2 separate regions of the Sus scrofa genome follow, and region 1 is linked to region 2. The links are chromatin contacts, called in public HiChIP or PLAC-seq maps. All regions are on one chromosome and are shown on one strand. The core of a region is the stretch at or near the end of the contact, and the rest is flanking DNA. Distances in the headings are between cores, read along the strand shown. Region 1 holds the start of BBC3 (bcl-2-binding component 3). Region 2 holds the start of ARHGAP35 (rho GTPase-activating protein 35).

Region 1 (4,544 bases), core at 1,652-4,151, 340 kb before region 2:
GCCACAACAGGAACTCCTAGAGACATTTTTTGATTATCGCAAAGGGAGGGGTTGCTGTTGGCATCTAGCGGCAGAGGTCAAGGTTGCTGCTAAACATCCCACAGAGCACAAGACAGCCCCTGCAACAAGGAATCATCTGGCCTCAAATGTCAGTAGGATGGAGGTTAAGAAACCCTGGAAGTTCCTGTCCTGGCTCAGCGTAACAAACCTGACTAGGATTCATGGGGATACAGGTTCGATCCTAGCCCTGGCCTCACTCAGTGGGTTAAGGGTCCGGTGTTGCCATGAGCTGTGGCGCAGGTTGCAGATTGCAGCTCAGATCTGGTGTTGGCGTGGCTATGGTGCAGGTTGTCAGCTGCAGCTCTGATTTGACCCCTAGCCTGGGAACCTCCATATGCCTTGGGAGGGTGGCCCCAAAAAGAAAAAAGAAAGAAAGAAATTCTGGTCTTCACCAAGCCTGACCCCTCCCCAGCCACCCCATCTGTGACCCCCCTCATTTGCTCTCTGTCTGTCTCTCCCCCTCTCTCTTTCCGACTCCCTCCCCTCCCCTGATCTGAGTCTTCCTGTCTCTCTGTTTGTATGTCTGTTTATTTTTGCTTCTCATCTTCTGTCAGAGGGATTGGTGACCCCTCAGATCTTCAGAACCCCCTTGTCCTTCCCCAGGGGAGTGGGGACCAAAGGCAGGATTGGAGGGAGGCCCAGAATGCTCCTCCAGGAACTTAGATGAGGGAGTCCCTTGGCCCCACAGGAGACCTGCCAGGGTAGAGGTGGAGGGTATTGAGTCTGGAAGACAGAGGCTGGGGATTTTCCCTCTTTGAGCCCCTATAGTAGGGGTCTTGAAAAGGCAGACCTTCAGCCAGTCACAGATTCTGTCTCTCTCTCTTTTTTTTATACGAGTTTTTTGTTTGTTTGTTTTGGCTGTGTCAGTGGCATGCAGCAGTTCCCAGGCCAGGGATCATACCCACACCACAGCAGTGACCTGAGCTAGAGAAGTGACAGCAACAGATCCTTAAACACTAGGTCACCAGGGAACTCCCACGCACACAGGATTTTTTGTTGTTGTTTTGTTTTTTGACTTTCTTCACTTAGCCACAGTCCCTACCATGCCCTGTTGTATTACACCAGACTCATTTCTCTCATTTAGTTCATATTAGCTCTCAAGTTTGAGACCCCTGGTCTGGGATGATACGATGGCAGAATTTGGAAAAAGAATCTGGACTAGATAGTGGGAAGGTGCAAATGCTTATGGTCTGGTGGATCCTTGGCCCTCTCATCTGCTTTCAGCCCTACCCACCAAGCCAGATTCATTTTTTGTCTTTTTTTTGGGGGGGGGCGTCTTTTTAGGGCCCCACCCATGGCATATGGAGGTTCCCAGGCTAGGGGTCAAATTGGAGCTGTAGCCACTGGCCTATACCACAGCCACAGCAACAAACCAGATTCTTTCACATTCATTTTCTTCTCAGAAGAATATTCTAGCATATCTGGCTTCCTGGTGTCCAGTCCTAGATGAAGCAGCTTTAGGGCACTGATCAGTGAATAAAGGGTTCAGTCTGCTCCATGAGCCCCTCTCCCAACTTCACTGCCACACGCAGTAATACTAGTGATAACGGCTAACCTGTAGTAGGTTATACCTCACCACGTGTGAGATGTTGTGCTCACTGACATCTGTGTGTGATCTCGTTTAAAAATGTCCAAGGCAGCATTTCTCAAACGCCTTTAGACTTGATCTACAGTCAGAAACACAGCCACTTTCTCTGTGACTTGGTGTATGTTCGCTATCATAAAAAATATTTTCATCAAACAATATTTTCCTTTGACTTTATGTTTTTTGTTTTTTTTTTTTTTTTTGCTTTCTAGGGCTGCACCCGTGGCATATGAGGTTCCCAGGCTTAGGGGTCGAATCAGAGCTGTAGCCACGCCGACCTATGCCACAGCCACAGCAACGCCAGATCTGGGCTGCGTCTGTGAACTAAGTAAGCCACAGCTCATGGCAATGCCGGATCCTTAACCCACTGAGAAAAGCCAGCGATTGAACCCACGTCTTCATTGTTACTAGTGGAGTTCATAACCTGCTGAGCCACGAAGGGAACTCCAACTTCATGAGTTTTTAAATGAGATTCTAATTTGCTTTTTTGGTTGGTTTTTGCCTGCACCTGTGGCACACAGAAGTTCCTGGATGGATCAGGGATCGAACCTGTGTCACAGCAGCAACCAGACCCAGTGCACTGACAATACCTGCTGAGCCACCGGGGAACTTCAGAAATTGTCCAAATCTTGATTGTGATGGTGTGCAATAATGTGCTTTTGTCCCAACTCACTAAAAACACCGAAAAATTTAATTATATGGCATGTAAATATATCTCAATAAACTTGAATAAAACACAATAAAGATCCACAGAAGTCCACAATCATGGTTTGCGCATGTGGGTCATGACCCTGAGTTTGAAAAACACTGGAAGGAAGAGAGGAAGGAGGGGGGAGTGAATGAATGAATGAATGAGGGAATGAATGAGGGAAAGCAAGAGGAGAGAGGGAGGCTGAATTAGTCCCCAGTACTGAAAGTAGGGGGATTACACATGAGATTTTAACATTTTCTGCTTCTCTTGGAAAATCCAAGGGTCTGGTCCTGGAGAGAGTGGAGCTTGAGAGCCTGAACAAGTGCACCTCTGCTCAAGTCTGGCACCCCTTCTTAGCCAGCCCAGAACTGAGCACTCAAGAGGCCCCTGGCCCTCTGATGACACAGTCTGGTTTGGGCTGTGACATGGAGGGAATGAAAGGTGCAGGGACGACAGAGCCCCAGAGCCCTGGGGGAGGGCGGGACACCGTGGGGTCACCGAGGTCACTACATCAGAGTACAGGAAGGAGTGACAACGGGAAACCGAGAAGGGAAAGGGAACCAAAAGGCAGAAAACCGAGCGAGAGTCAGTGCAGGGGCTGCCCGGGCATGTCCGTGCCCAGTGCCCAGGGCTTTCTGCTCACCCTGGTCCCCCACCAGATTCATGGTGAGTGTGGTCAGGGGTGCATGGCTTCTGGAGCGTGTCCCATCAGTGGGCCAGTGAGCAGGAACCTGTCACAGGTGTGACTTTGTGACTGTCTGTTGGGGGTCAGTCTTTTTTCTGTCTGATTGATCTGTGTCTGTGAGGGGCCATTTCTGCCAGTTTTAATGTGTCAGCTGGGAACCGGCTTGGGGGTGTGTTCCTGTGTGTCCCTGTGGTCCTGTCATCTAGATCAAGCCGCGTGTCCAGGTGTCTCTGTGACAGGTGTCCTGCGTGTATGTGCGTGTGTGTCCAGCAGCACTCGTCAGGAAGTTTCTACTTCCTGAGAAGCCCTCGGCTTGTGTCTATGTGGGCCTGTCGCCACTGTGCGTGTTGTGGGTACCCGCTCAGTGGGAATGCTTGTGAACAGAGCCGTTTTGTGGGCCCAGGCGTGCTCAGCAGTGTGGGTGTTTGTACAACTGCGTGACCCTGACATTGTGTCACTCCGTCAGTCCCAGCGATCCTGTTAGCAAGTCAGGCTATGTATTTGGGTCTGGATGTGTGTGTGCGTGTGGGCTCCATCAGTGTGTGAGTTTGTGTGTCCACGCCCCTGTCCAGGGTGTGTCTGCGAGTCGGCGTGTCTCCGTGCCCTGTCAGCACGTGACTTTGTGTACCCTGGAGCGCCAGGCGGTCAGGCAGCAGACAAGTCTCTGGGTGCGTGTGTCTGCGGGTCGCAGTCAGCGTGTCAGTGTGTCAGTGCGTGTGCGTCCGGCTGTCCCGCCATCAGCGCGGCGGGATCGCTGCGCCTCCACGCGGGGGAGAGGCCCTGCTCCGCCCGCGGCTGCAGGGAAACCCCCGGCGCCGCCGAGGTAGGGGGAGCGGCGCGCGCCTGCAAGTCCCGACTTGTCCGCGGCGGGCGAGCGGGCGGACGGGGCCGTGGCGTCACGCGGGGGCGGGGCGTGGGACCCGCCGGGCGGAGGCGGGGACGGGGGCGGGGCGGGGCGGGGCGGGGCGGCCGCTGAGCGGGCCCGGGATCCGACCGGCGGCCTGAGACGCTGCGCGAGCCACATGCGAGCGGGCGCCTGGAGGCGGCGGCGGCGGCGGCGAAATCAGCAGCAGCGGCGTTCAGGACGTAGACGCGCCTGCGGCCCGAGGAGCAGCCGCCGCTACAACAGCAACAGCAGCAGCCACTGCAGTTAGAGCAGCAGCAGAAGTCGCCACCGCAGCAACAGTCGCCGCAGCGAGCGGCGCTCAGCGGGCGCGCCCTCCTGAAGGAAGCCGCCCGCCCCCCATCATCGTCCCCTCCGGCGTGTTCATGCCCCCGGGGTGAGTGTGCCCACCCCGACCCTCCGCCAGTCGCGATTGGCCAGGCCCGGTGGGCTCCCTGGAGGAGGTGGCGGTAGTGCACTCGGAGAGCAGTGTGATCGGGGGGAGGGGGCTGTGTCCCCACACTGTGCCTTCCTCTCTCCTTGCCTTCCACCTCCACGAGGCACCCTGGGCTGGGGTTGCTGGGCGGGAGGCACTAAGGGTCCGAGAGCGCAGGTGCCTCAGCGGTCTGGCGGGTTTGTT
Region 2 (4,195 bases), core at 1,692-4,191:
GGACCCAAAGGGGCTGGGGAGCAAAATGGGAGAGGGGGAAAATGGGGCAATGGAAACAGATCTACCCCCACCACCACCACCACCACGAACCTTGGCAAAAGAGAAGGAAATGGGGGAGACACTCCCGACTCCAGAGAGCAGTAACCAATTAACCAACCCCACCTATTTACAGAGATCTCACAGGATCCCTGGAGATAAAACCCTCAGGGTCAGGGCGCTGAGAGACTCTGCAGTCTAAACCTGAGTCTGGAGAAGCCTAGGTCCAACCCAGACCCTTGCCCTCCAAAGCTGAGGGACAGAGTTCAGAGAAAGGCATGCCTGAAGAGGCGAAGCACCCAGGGGGAAGAAGCAGTCAAGGGGGGCAGGTGGGAGAAGCAAGTCTGACAGGAACTAAATGGGAAGAGAAGGAGCCCAGCAGGAAACAAGGCAATGAAGAACAGAACTGAGAGAGGAATGGCAAAAAGGAGGGAGACTCTAGCCAAAAACTGGGCAGTTCCAAGAGGGAGCTGGGGTGGGGGTGGGTGAAATGAAAGGTAGGAATGATTGGGAAAACATCTCTACAAGGGGCAGAGCTGGGGGAAGGAGACTTAAAAAGGTAAGAGGGGCAGGGCAAAAAAAAGGGGGACAAATACAAGAAAGGAGAGACTGGAGGTTGAGAGGGGAATCAAAATGGTGGGGGGAGATCAGTAGGAAAACTTAGAATTTAGAAGCAACAGAGGTGCGAGGCAGTACCAACATGACCAGAGTTAAAGAGGACCACTCCAAGAGGAGACAGCAGCAGGAAAGTTAAAATGGATCCCCAAAATAGGCAGACAAGTGGACAGCTCCAAAAGGGGTAGAGCTGGAAGGAAAATAGAGAGGATGAGGCAGAAGCGAACAAATGAAAGAGCAGGGGCAAAAAGGATCGGGGCAGGTCTGAGATGCACAACAGGAAGGGAGGGGGTGATGGATCAGAGAGAAGTTACCAATAATTCAGTAAGGTAAAGGGCAAATCTAAGAAGAGCCAAAATGTGGAGGACAGGACTTGGAGATAGAGGGTGGAAGCAGGTCTTAAGCAGAGAATTGAAGGGGAAACAGGTCAAAGGAAAAGGGGGCAACTGAATGGAACAGCTCAAAAGAGGGCCAATAAGGAGGTGAGATGGAGAGGCAACAGGCAAGGACAACACCGGGGCAGAAAGGACTGCAGGGCGTGAGGCTGCAGAGAGGCTGAGTTAGGGAGAAAGGTCAGAGAAGTGAATTGCAGAAATGAGAGCTGCAGGGTCAGAGAAGGGGGAGGAGGCTGCTTCACGGAAGGCAAAGTCAGAAAGCAAGCAGGCTGGAGGGCACAGCAAGATCTGAGACTGAACGAGGGGCAGAGAGGGGAGGCAGCAAAGTCTGGAAGAGAGGAAAGGATGTGAATGACACATTTTGACTAAGGGAGGAGGCAGGCAAGGTGCATCTGAGAGGCAGGGGTCAGAGAGCCCAAAGGGGTATCCGGGGGGGAGGTGTGGGACAGATTTTGCGAGGAGACAGTAGGGCCCAAGAGGGAGATGGAATTAAGTCCAAAGAGAAGACCTGGGGCAGCAGTGCCGAGACAAACGGGGTCCCAGATGGATCTCCAAGGAGGTGGAACCGCAGTTCCTAGAGGGACAGCTCCAGGGGGTGCAAGAGAGGGTAACAGCAGACCGGTCAAAGAAGGGGGCAGGGGCAGGGTGCTGAGAGCGGAACGGGAGAAGGCAGAAGGGTCACGAACCAGAATGTGAAGGTCCAGAATTAAGGGATGCGGAAGGGTCACGGAGGAGGTGGGTCCCATGAGCACTGCAGAGTCCGGGAGGGGCGAGGGGCATTACTGAGGGAAGGAAGAGGGAAAGGGGAGGCGCAGAATTGCGAGCGGAGTGGCTGCAGTGGCCGAGGGAAGGGGGAGGCCGAGGCAGACACAGAGATCCCAATGGGTCGGAGGGTGGGGGCAGACGCGGCGACAGCAGGGCTGAGGCGGGCAGGGGCAAGTCCGAAGGGCAGGCGGGCCCCGGCGGGCCGGGCCACAGCGCGAAGCGGCGGGGCCCGGGGGGCTGGGGGGCCGCTCCCTCCCCTCCCCCTCCGGCTCCTCCATTGTTCGCGGGCTCCGGGCCCCGCGGTCCCCGCCTTCCCCTGGACCCCACAACGGGGCGGCGCCCGGCCTCGCCACCGGGGCCCACGAGCTCGCGCACTCACCAGCTGGACGTCCTCAGCGCGGCCCCGGCCTCCGGATTCCCGGGAGCGGCGACGGCGGCCCCGGCGCCATGTTCTGTTGCTCCTCGTCCAGCGGCGGCTGAAGCGGCGGCGGCGGCGGCGGCGGCGGCAGCTCCGGCGGCGGGGGGCCGGGCGGACCCTCCCTCGCGGGCTCCCTCCTCCGCCTCCTCCACCTCCTCCTCCCGCCGCTCCGCTGCTCTCCCTCGGGGCGGGGGGCGGGGAGGGGAAGGGGGGAGGGGCGGGAACCAGGGGGAGGGCGGACCAGCCTCGCTTGCTCGCTCCCTCCCTCCCTCGCAATGGCGGCAGCGGCACCTCCTTCCTGCGGCCCCAGCTCCCGCGCGCGTGCCCCCTCGCTACTGCGCGTGCGTGGTGCGGGGACCTCTGCAGGGGGATAACGGCCCCTGAGCGCGCGCCGCGAGGGAATAACCCGCGCTGGGTGGGGGAGAAGTGAAAGCCCGTACGCGCCCGAGGGGCTCACTGCTACCGCAGCGGCCGGGTCCAGGGAACGGGCGCACAGGGCGCAGTGCGCGTGCGCCCCAAGAAAATGCCGCTACTGCGGTGGCTGCGGCGCGAGGCAGCGCGAGGCAGAAGGAACGGGGTGGGCAACTGCGCGTGCGCGATAAGGGATGCCAGCCGCAGCGTCTACTCGCGCTGAGGCGAAGGGAGTGGTCCGCGGGGGGCGCGCGCACCGTTGCGCGCGCCAGAAGCAGCCGATGCCCTCCTCACGCGGCCTCTTGGAGAAAACGGGAGAGAGGCATGGCCCGGCTTTGGGGGCGGGGGCGAAGGGCGCGATCCCGCTCGCGCGGGACCTGAGCAGCCAATGAGAGGCAAAGGGAGGTGGGCTTGCCGCGCGAGCGCAGCCCCCGGGATAACGGAGGAGGAAAGAGGGAGCGACGTAACGTGGGGCGGTGGGACGGAGCTGAGGAGGAGGGAGCGCACCCAGTGAGGGAATTGATTGGGGAACAGGAGGAGGCGTGGCCCGCCTTAGCCCAATCCGAACCTTGCATTTCGTCGTTCCGGAAGAGAGGGCGGTGCTGAGGAGCGCGTGCTATTTTCCCAAGCAGTGAGGAAAATCTGCAGGTTATGTGCGAGTTATTAAGACTTGCTGTGGGTTCTGTGAAGCCCTGATTTCCTGGAGAGGGGCGAGGGCCTGGTCCTCCAGGTCAGCATTGTGCAAATGACTGCAAGTCAAATGTCAGTTCGGGCGCCCGGAGGGGAAATATTAGTGATGGGAAGGGGCACTGCTATAACCCCAGAGTTCTTGTGAACTGAAGAGGGGTTCCTCTGGGATCCCTCCGGAAGTACGGATCGTGGAAGTTGAGCGTTCTGGGAGCTCAGTCAATATTTAAGGAATGCATGAAGAAACGCTATGCTTCTTACTGCATTTTTCGTTTCTTAGTCTCTTCATGTAAAAAGTGGAATGATAATCTTATCTCTTTAGTAAGGTTTGTTGTGAGAATTTAAGGAGTTCTATGTGTAAAGCACAGAAAATCATGGCTTGTTCTAAAAACGTTGATGGAGTTTCTGTCGTGGCACAGCGGAAACGAATCCGACTAGGAACCATGAGGTTGAGTGTTTGATCCCTGGCCTCGCTCAGTGGGTTAAGGATCCGGCGTTGCCGTGAGCTGTGCTATAGGTCACAGACATGGCTGAGATCTGGCGTTGCTGTGGCTGTGGCGTAGGCCAGCAGCAGTAGCTCCCATTAGACCCCTATCTAGCCTGGGAACCTCCATATGCCGTGGGTGTGGCCCTAAAAAGACAAAAAGACAAAAAATAAAAATAAAAAAATTTAAAAAGTTGATAAATAAAAACCTTTGTCCTCACGGATGCTAGTCGTTGTTTTTTGTTTTCGTTGTTTTTTGTCTTTTTGCCATTTCTTGGGCCCCGCCCGCGGCATATGGAGGTTCCCAGGCTAGGGGTCGAATCAGAGCTGCAGCCCCCGGCCTACGCCAGAGCCACAGCAACGCAGGATCCGAGCCCCGTCTGC

What was found. HiChIP or PLAC-seq counts read pairs in DNA pulled down with a chosen protein or histone mark.
Region 1: a contact with region 2 is called in an H3K27ac HiChIP or PLAC-seq map of alveolar macrophages. The contact joins the promoter of BBC3 here to the promoter of ARHGAP35 in region 2. A contact is called at or near these places in 3 of 5 promoter capture datasets (fetal liver, fetal skeletal muscle and liver), 7 of 47 Hi-C or Micro-C datasets (alveolar macrophages, embryonic fibroblasts, heart right ventricle and 3 more) and 2 of 2 datasets of contacts at active chromatin or transcription factors (alveolar macrophages and skeletal muscle).

What each region holds. Positions count from the first base shown.
Region 1 is chr6:53,045,259-53,049,802 of Sscrofa11.1, reverse strand. It overlaps BBC3 (bcl-2-binding component 3), which reads left to right and starts at 2,901. Exons shown (of 4, transcript XM_013998533.2): 1 at 2,901-3,002. The coding sequence starts at 3,000.
Region 2 is chr6:52,710,209-52,714,403 of Sscrofa11.1, reverse strand. It overlaps ARHGAP35 (rho GTPase-activating protein 35), which reads right to left and starts at 2,941. Exons shown (of 7, transcript XM_021094622.1): 1 at 2,191-2,941.